Regions from separate parts of the Mus musculus genome. Here region 2 is linked to region 1. The links are chromatin contacts, called in public Hi-C maps. All regions are on one chromosome and are shown on one strand. Each heading gives the region's core, a stretch centred on a gene start, on an enhancer-like site or on the middle of the called end of the contact. The rest is flanking DNA. Distances are from core to core; before and after follow the strand shown.

Evidence for each region. Hi-C and Micro-C count contacts between places; a contact is called where the count stands out from the background.
Region 2: a Hi-C map of embryonic stem cells shows a contact between it and region 1, with 3 times the contacts expected there. The contact joins two enhancer-like sites. A contact is called at or near these places in 8 of 39 promoter capture datasets (the C10 cell line, the HPC-7 cell line, cranial neural crest and 5 more), 4 of 15 datasets of contacts at CTCF or cohesin (embryonic stem cells, large pre-B cells, pro-B cells and 1 more), 52 of 484 Hi-C or Micro-C datasets (B cells, the Ba/F3 cell line, the C2C12 cell line and 27 more), 13 of 115 datasets of contacts at active chromatin or transcription factors (CD8 T cells, the HPC-7 cell line, bone marrow-derived dendritic cells and 6 more) and 2 of 9 other capture datasets (embryonic stem cells and liver).

The regions. Positions count from the first base shown.
Region 1 is chr4:135,017,352-135,020,696 of GRCm38.p6, reverse strand. No RefSeq gene overlaps it. Among named protein-coding and RNA genes, the nearest start is that of Gm42327, 32 kb to the left of the region's middle. Within about 2 kb of position 1,341, at least 47 of the 459 cell types and tissues checked have an H3K27ac peak or open chromatin away from gene starts, as enhancers often do. A contact at or near this core is called in the Ba/F3 cell line, the C2C12 cell line, CD8 T cells and 6 more, where this site is marked.
Region 2 is chr4:135,312,433-135,315,927 of GRCm38.p6, reverse strand. No RefSeq gene overlaps it. Among named protein-coding and RNA genes, the nearest start is that of Gm12984, 8.0 kb to the right of the region's middle. Within about 2 kb of position 2,082, at least 282 of the 459 cell types and tissues checked have an H3K27ac peak or open chromatin away from gene starts, as enhancers often do. A contact at or near this core is called in the Ba/F3 cell line, the C2C12 cell line, CD8 T cells and 6 more, where this site is marked.

The sequences.
Region 1 (3,345 bases), core at 92-2,591:
ATCTGGAATGCTCTAAGACTCCTCATAGCTAGTCAGTGGTTTCCCAGAATTCCACTGTTCCTCTTTCTAAACAATTTTTTAAATTCTGTGTGTGGGCACGTAGAGTCCAGAGGATGGCATAAGATCCTGGAGTTAGCGTTGTGAGCCACCGGGCATGGGTGCTGGGAATCAGACTTGTCCTCTGGGACGGCAGCAAGCATCCCTAGTTGCTGAGTCACTTAAGCAGCTCCTACTCCTCTTTTTGAAATGCTATAGAGCCCCACCCCACCCTACCCCATTTCACCAGCTGTGACTATGGCTGCTGTGAGCACTGCCCTGCCCCACCCCACACCCCGCCCCACCCACCCCACCAGCTCTCTACTACAATGGCTGCTGTAAGGCCTCTTTGGAAGTTCATAAAGCATGAAGATGGGGGTCCAGCGGGGAGTCCTGATTCTCTCCAACCCAACTCTTCACCTTCTTGGACCTGCCATTTCTTCTAAACCATATTTGGTCTCTGTGTTGCCAAGAAAGGTTTGTAGAGAAAACCAGTGTGGGCTGAGTGAATGCCCAACATGGTGTGGACAGCAGCTCAGGGGCCTCCATCCTCTCAGGTCCCCAAGAGGCCTGAGGACAGCTGTCATGCAGCCTGAGTGTGCCCTTTCCAGGAACTCACCAGAGACGCCTCACCAGGAAGGAAGGAAGAAGAGGAGGAGGAGGAATAGAAGGAGGGGGAGGACAAAGAGGAAGAGGCAGAGGAAGAGGAGAAGGAAGAGGGAAGGAAGAGAGGGAGGAGGAGGAGAGGGAGGAAGAGGCGCTACTCGTTGCCTACTGGTCCAGAGCTCCTCTACCAAGTGGGAGACAAAGAGAACTGTGGCCCCTTTTGTCAGCAACCCCAAGTTGGTGACAAACTCAGAGAGCATTCTTTTGTCTCCTCCCTGTCCAAACCCCTCTGATCTCTGGCCCAGCTCAGGTGGGGGCGGGGGGGGGGGGTGGTCCTGAGGCTCAGTCAGTGGAGGTAGAGGCAAGATCTGCATTTTAACAAATGCTAGCAAGCACCTGTCATGAAGCGGTCACCTGCCATTTCTTGAACGCCACTGGAGGAAGGAAAATTCAAAACTATAAGGCTAACCAGGGATTCAGGACTGTTGTTCCAGCTACTTAGGAAGCTGAGGCAGGGGGATTGGAAAGTCAAGGGCTGCAGAGCAAATCCAAGGCCAGTCTGGGCAAATCAATGAGACCGTGTGTGGAAATAGGGGCCTGCCTAGCATGGGTAAAGCCCCGAGTTTCATGGCCAACACTGTAGCACAATGTCACTTTGTGTCTGACTTGAGATGTGACTCATGCTGAGAGACACTGTCTGTATAATGAGGTGTCTGTGGGCTGTTTGCAGCTTTAGCTTTTATCTTTCATTGCATCTCCTAGATCATCTGCAATAAGCACCAGTTATTTTTAGTCAGAGCAGAACATGTGAGCCCTTTGTTGGGGACTCTGCCCACAAGAGCTAGCTGACCCTGCTCCCTAACTCTGGCCTCATGGAGGCTTGGCTCTTTGCTGTTGCCACACTTGTCCCCCAGCTCCCCACAAAAAGGCCTGACCTGGGACTTCTGGTTCAGATCCTTCCAGGTGCCCTCACAGGTAGCGTACTCTCTTCCACGAGCAGACCTGCAGCCAACAGGACCTTGTCAAGTGTGCAACACCATGGACGCCACCAGTGTTCTTCAGCTCAGAAGCCTTGGTCACGCCTGAGCTCTGCCCAAGCCTGCTGCTCTGCCCCTATGCCAGGTTCTGGGGTGATCCAGCCTGCCCTCAATACCCACCAGCCTGTCCAGTATCACAGAACAACCCTGGGTGGTTCTATACTGAATGTCCTTCTTTCATTGTGAGCTATGCTGGCTGTAAATGTGAACACAGGTTTGCAGGGTCTAGAGAGGCAACTTCTTCATGCTCACAGCCATGACGAATCAACAAGTAGGCTCCTTGTTCTGACATGGTCTTGCAGGGAGACCGTACCCAAATCAACCCAGCATCTCTGCATCGATAGACAATTCTGTCCAGTAATGAAACTGCTTTAAAGAGAGGTGGCAGATACCGGACACGCCTGCTGTGCCCTCCATGGCTTCACCCTGACAGACATTACTAATGAATCTTAGGATCCTTTGCTGTGGAGTCAAATCCATACCTCAGAATTTGTCTTAACACTGTGTACCAAGCAAAACAAACATTCAAGGCAAAAGCAGTTTACTTTTGTAACAAACTAGCTGATTAAAATGTAAAAAACCGTCAATCCTCAGTTCTCCAAGCTGAAGAACAGTGGTCAACACAGTGAACTGAGATGAGTTTTGGGTAAGAGTCCGCATTAAAGCCTGTTCGGAAGTCAGACTTCCTGCAGCCACCAACCATCATAAGCCAACTCCAGACCAACTACTTCCACCTTCCTGGAACCGACCGCTGGTCATTCGGCTGGCGCCCCCTACTGTCCAACAGTCTTTACTGCAAGTTTTCCATTTCCCCTCCTAGAGGAAGCACACACTGGCATGATCCCCGCACTGGGCCACACTGTCTCCTACTAACTGGGGAGGGCGGGGAGGAGGGGGTGGTTCTGTGTGACCCTGCTCTGTGTCTTCCCTTCCTCACCACATGTCATTCACACAGAGTTCTGTGGTCCATCCTCAGTTGGTAAACTCAGACCACCTGAGGAGAGGAGCCTGGTTCTTGGTCACACAAGTCCAGGACAAAACCAGGACTCGGAACTCTATAGTCCCAAATTTATGCTTTCTTTAGCGCCTTACCCTGTTCCTCCTCTCAAAAAAAGGCAGAAAAGCAGCCACCTTGGGCTCTGGAGCCCCTGGGATCCCCCAGGGCCTTCATCTATTTCCAGGTTGGCCTGGAACTGTGGAGAGATCTCTCTGGGGCAGTCCTCAGTCCCATGCCAGGGGCATCCCTTCCCCCACTTCTCTGAGCTCATCTCTTCACATGCTGGTGTGGGGGTGGGGAAAGGTGTGGTGGGGTCCCTCAAATGTCACTTCTGCTAGGAGCCCATCTTCCACCACCTGCAGGTCACACCACACTCCTCACTCTCTGTCTGTGTGGCCCTGAACATAGGGCAGGCACCCGATAATTACTTGTTGACTGGATAAATTAAGACCTCAAAACGGGAATAACAAAGGAGTCATGGACTGGGAACCAATGGGTTCGGGAATCGAGACTTGAGCTGGGTGTGGAGGCAAACACCTTTAATCCCAGCACTTGAGCAGGAGAGGAAGGCAGATTTCTGAGTTCGAGACCAGCCTGGTCTACATAGCCAGTTGCAGGACAGTCAGGACTACACAGAGAAACACCTCCTCTCCCTCTAGAAATAAATCT
Region 2 (3,495 bases), core at 833-3,332, 290 kb before region 1:
CCAGCAGGCTCGTATTCCTTGATATCATTTCTTTTTCTTTCTTTTTCTTTTTAAGATTTATTTATTTATTATCTGTAACTACACTGTAGCTGTCTTCAGACACTCCAGAAGAGTGCGTCAGATCTTACTACAAGTGGTTGTGAGTGAGCCACTATGTGGTTGCTGGGATTTGAACTCAGGACCTTCGGAAGAGTAGTCAGTGCTCTTAACCACTGAGCTATCTCTCCAGCCTGATATCATTGAAGAGGGAAGAGTCTTCTTCACTGTGAGCAGACCCTGGGTCCTGCCTGCGGAGAGAGGCAACTGAGCACCAGCGATCCAGCACTAGTTCCCTGCCCTCTGCTCTGGAAGGGATGGGATGTCAGCAGACTCTTCGAGTTCCAGCCCGCCCAGACTTCCCCCATGCTGATGGCTGTAGCTGGAAGTTGCCAGGCCACTCACCCTGTGTCTTGGTTACTTTTCCATTACTGTGATAAAACGTGCATGACCGAGGCAACTTATAAAGGGAAGTGGTTAAATGGGCTTCAGCTTCGGAGGGTTAGAGTCCTCGCTGACAGAGCAAAACAAAAACACAAAACACAAGGGCAGGAACAACTGAGAGCTCACATCGTGGTCCTGCAAAGTATGACACAGAGCAAGATACTGGGAATGGCATGCATCTTTTGAAACCTCCAAGCCCACTCCTGGTGGACACATCCTCTACCAAGGACACACCTCCTAATCCTTCCCAATCAGTTCCACCAGTTAAGCATCAAGAATTCAAACACTGGAGCCTACCTGGGGGTCATTTTCATGCAAACCACTACAACCTGTACCTGTCAAGTGCAATCCTGAGAGCTGAACCCAGGCTCATAAAGACAGACCCTTGGCAAACACTGGTATTTTATCATACAACTAGGCAAAGTCCACTGATCCATGGCCTCTCTGCCTCTGTGAAATTCACAGTTCTGTGGACTGAGGACTCAGAACATTGGGCCTTCCTAGGGGACTGACTGACTCAGGCATGAATCTCCCATCCTGGATGTAGCCTTTAAACATTCACCTGGGCCAGTCTCCTTTCAGGAAGAAGGTGGAGGAGCTATGTGTCCATGTGGGTAGAGCTTGGGACCTGTTCCCGTCAGCCCTTGCTGGTGAGCTTGGGCAAGCCCTTATCTCTCTCTGGGGCTCTGGGTGCCCCTTATGGATGTACAGGCTGAGTTGGTATGTCTGATAATGCTACGGACTCACTTCTGACAAATGATAGGACATTTGAGGAACCACCATCACTGACGCATTCTCCCGGAAGCCAGTGAGGACACAGGGCCAGGTGCTGATGGAAAACGGGGCTATGCAATATCTGGGTGCTACAGGTCACACGAGGGACTCGCTGTCAAGACCTGTGACTGTATCCTTTACTATGACAAAACGGGTGGCAGAACGGACTCAGGGAGAGACATTGACAAGGGCTTATCTGTCACTGTGGTGAAGACGTGGCTGCCACAGTGGCTCAACCAGAGGCGGCAGGAGGTCCCGGTGTAGCCGCTGTGTTGCTTTTCTTAGGACAAGGCAGGCCACTGATGAGGCATTGAAAAAAGAGACGCAGCTAGACAAGGTGGCGCATGCCTTTAATCTCAACACTCAGGAGGCAGAGACAAGTGGATCTCTGAGAGTTTCAAGGCCAACCTAGTCTACAGAGTTCCAAAACAGCCAGGGCTACACAGAGAAACCCTGTCTTGAAAAACAAAAGAAGTATGTGCATGCATTCTTGAGCACACACACACACACCCCAAAATGAAAAAAAGAAAGTCTCACCCAGAGTCCAGCTTGGTTCAGACTTCCTGATGGAAGCATTGTGCAGGGAAACTCACAGGCGTGGGCGACTCAGAAAGCTGTGTCACCCAAAAGTCCCACATCTCTGAGGGATGGCTTCACGAGAATCGCATCATAGAGTTCTGCTTTCAGTTTCCCTTCCTTCTGTGACCTCAAGGGAGGCAGAGGGGAGCGAATGAGTCCTCGTGACCTCTCCACCTCTCTCAGAGTGAAGAGCGGCGGGTCCAGGATCCTTGCCACACACCTGGTTGTCTCTGAGTGTGTCTGCTGATGTCATTGCTATGACTACAGGGATAAGGGGTCAGCTGGTCACCACAGCGACCTTTGCTCCACCACAGAGGAAGGGTTGGACATACCTGGATGAAAAGCTAGGACAGTGGCTTGTTTGTATCTTGGTGGATCGGAAGCACTACCAAACAGTGACCTATGTGTATAATGCCCCGAAGGTTTCCCAACCTCCCACAAGCTGGAGTGTACAATGCATGGGTCTCTGGGTGGGGGTATTGCACATTCGAGTTGTCACCATGACTAAACAGGGCTGTTCATTTTGCTCAGTGTCTTCAGCTTACAGTGCACCGAGCTCGCGACAGATGACCAGCTCTTCTCATTTACACGTCAACCCTGGAGAGCGGTTGCTATAATTATCTGCGTTTACAAGATAAGGCAACTGAAGTCCCGAGGGGAAGGGACAACTCTAGCCAAAGCAAGCAGGAGAGGGGGAGGCAGGCCCAGCTTTAGTGCCTCAAAGCTAGCGTTTCTGTGTTTCTGTTTCCTGTCACCTAACACTCCCTCTTGAGGCATTCTTGGAAGCTGAAGGGTGTGGCAAGGACGGGGAGGCTGAGTTGACCTTCTCCAGGCCTCAGTTTCCTCGTCTGTAGAATGAAGCGATGCTTTGCGTTGAACTGAAAGCTAGAGATGGCTTTTCAGTGGGTCTCGGAGAAGAGTGTGCCTCTGCGAAACCCAAGAAGTGGGCTTCTTAAATAAATGCTGATGCGAGACAGGAAGTGGCCAAGTGTCTCAGAGCCATTGTTCCACCCCAGTGGAGGTGCCAGGATAGTTCAGGCAGGGTAAGAGGACAAAAACAAAACCGGGAGTCTTTATCTAGAACTCTCCTTTCAGAGCCTTCCAGGGAAACAGAAACTTCTGGACTGTCATTGCCGAGTTCCAAACATTTCAGAGGGCTCAGCAGGAAATCTGTCATCATCTGACCCTAGCCTTGGCATCAGCCATACAGAAGGCTGTCTGGGAAAGCCCCTCCCACTGGCAGCCTCTCTGCCATGGTCCTGCCCTGCACTGAATCCACCCTCCCCACAGCTGCAGTGGATCAGATGGCTGCCCAGCTCTCCCGCTGGGGTTGGGAGTCCCTTCTCTGGGCAGCAGCTTCATTCCTGGACTACAGAAAACCGTAGCCCAAGGACTCCGCATACTGTGTTTCTGATGCAGAGCCTCACCACAGGGTCACGAAGCGTCCTGAGTCCTTCTCGGCTGGTGCAGAAGTGTACCCTACACCCCCCCTCTGTTGGTGGATGGCAGGGCTCAGTCCCAGGGGTGTGATACTCTGGGAGTGGCTATGTTTCCCCAGTCTTGACTCTATCACTGTCTGAGAACCCTTTGAGGACTGTGCGGGACAGTGCTCCCCTTGGGTTCCCTCCAGGTTCCACTGAAGGCTTAGCATCGACTACGGTG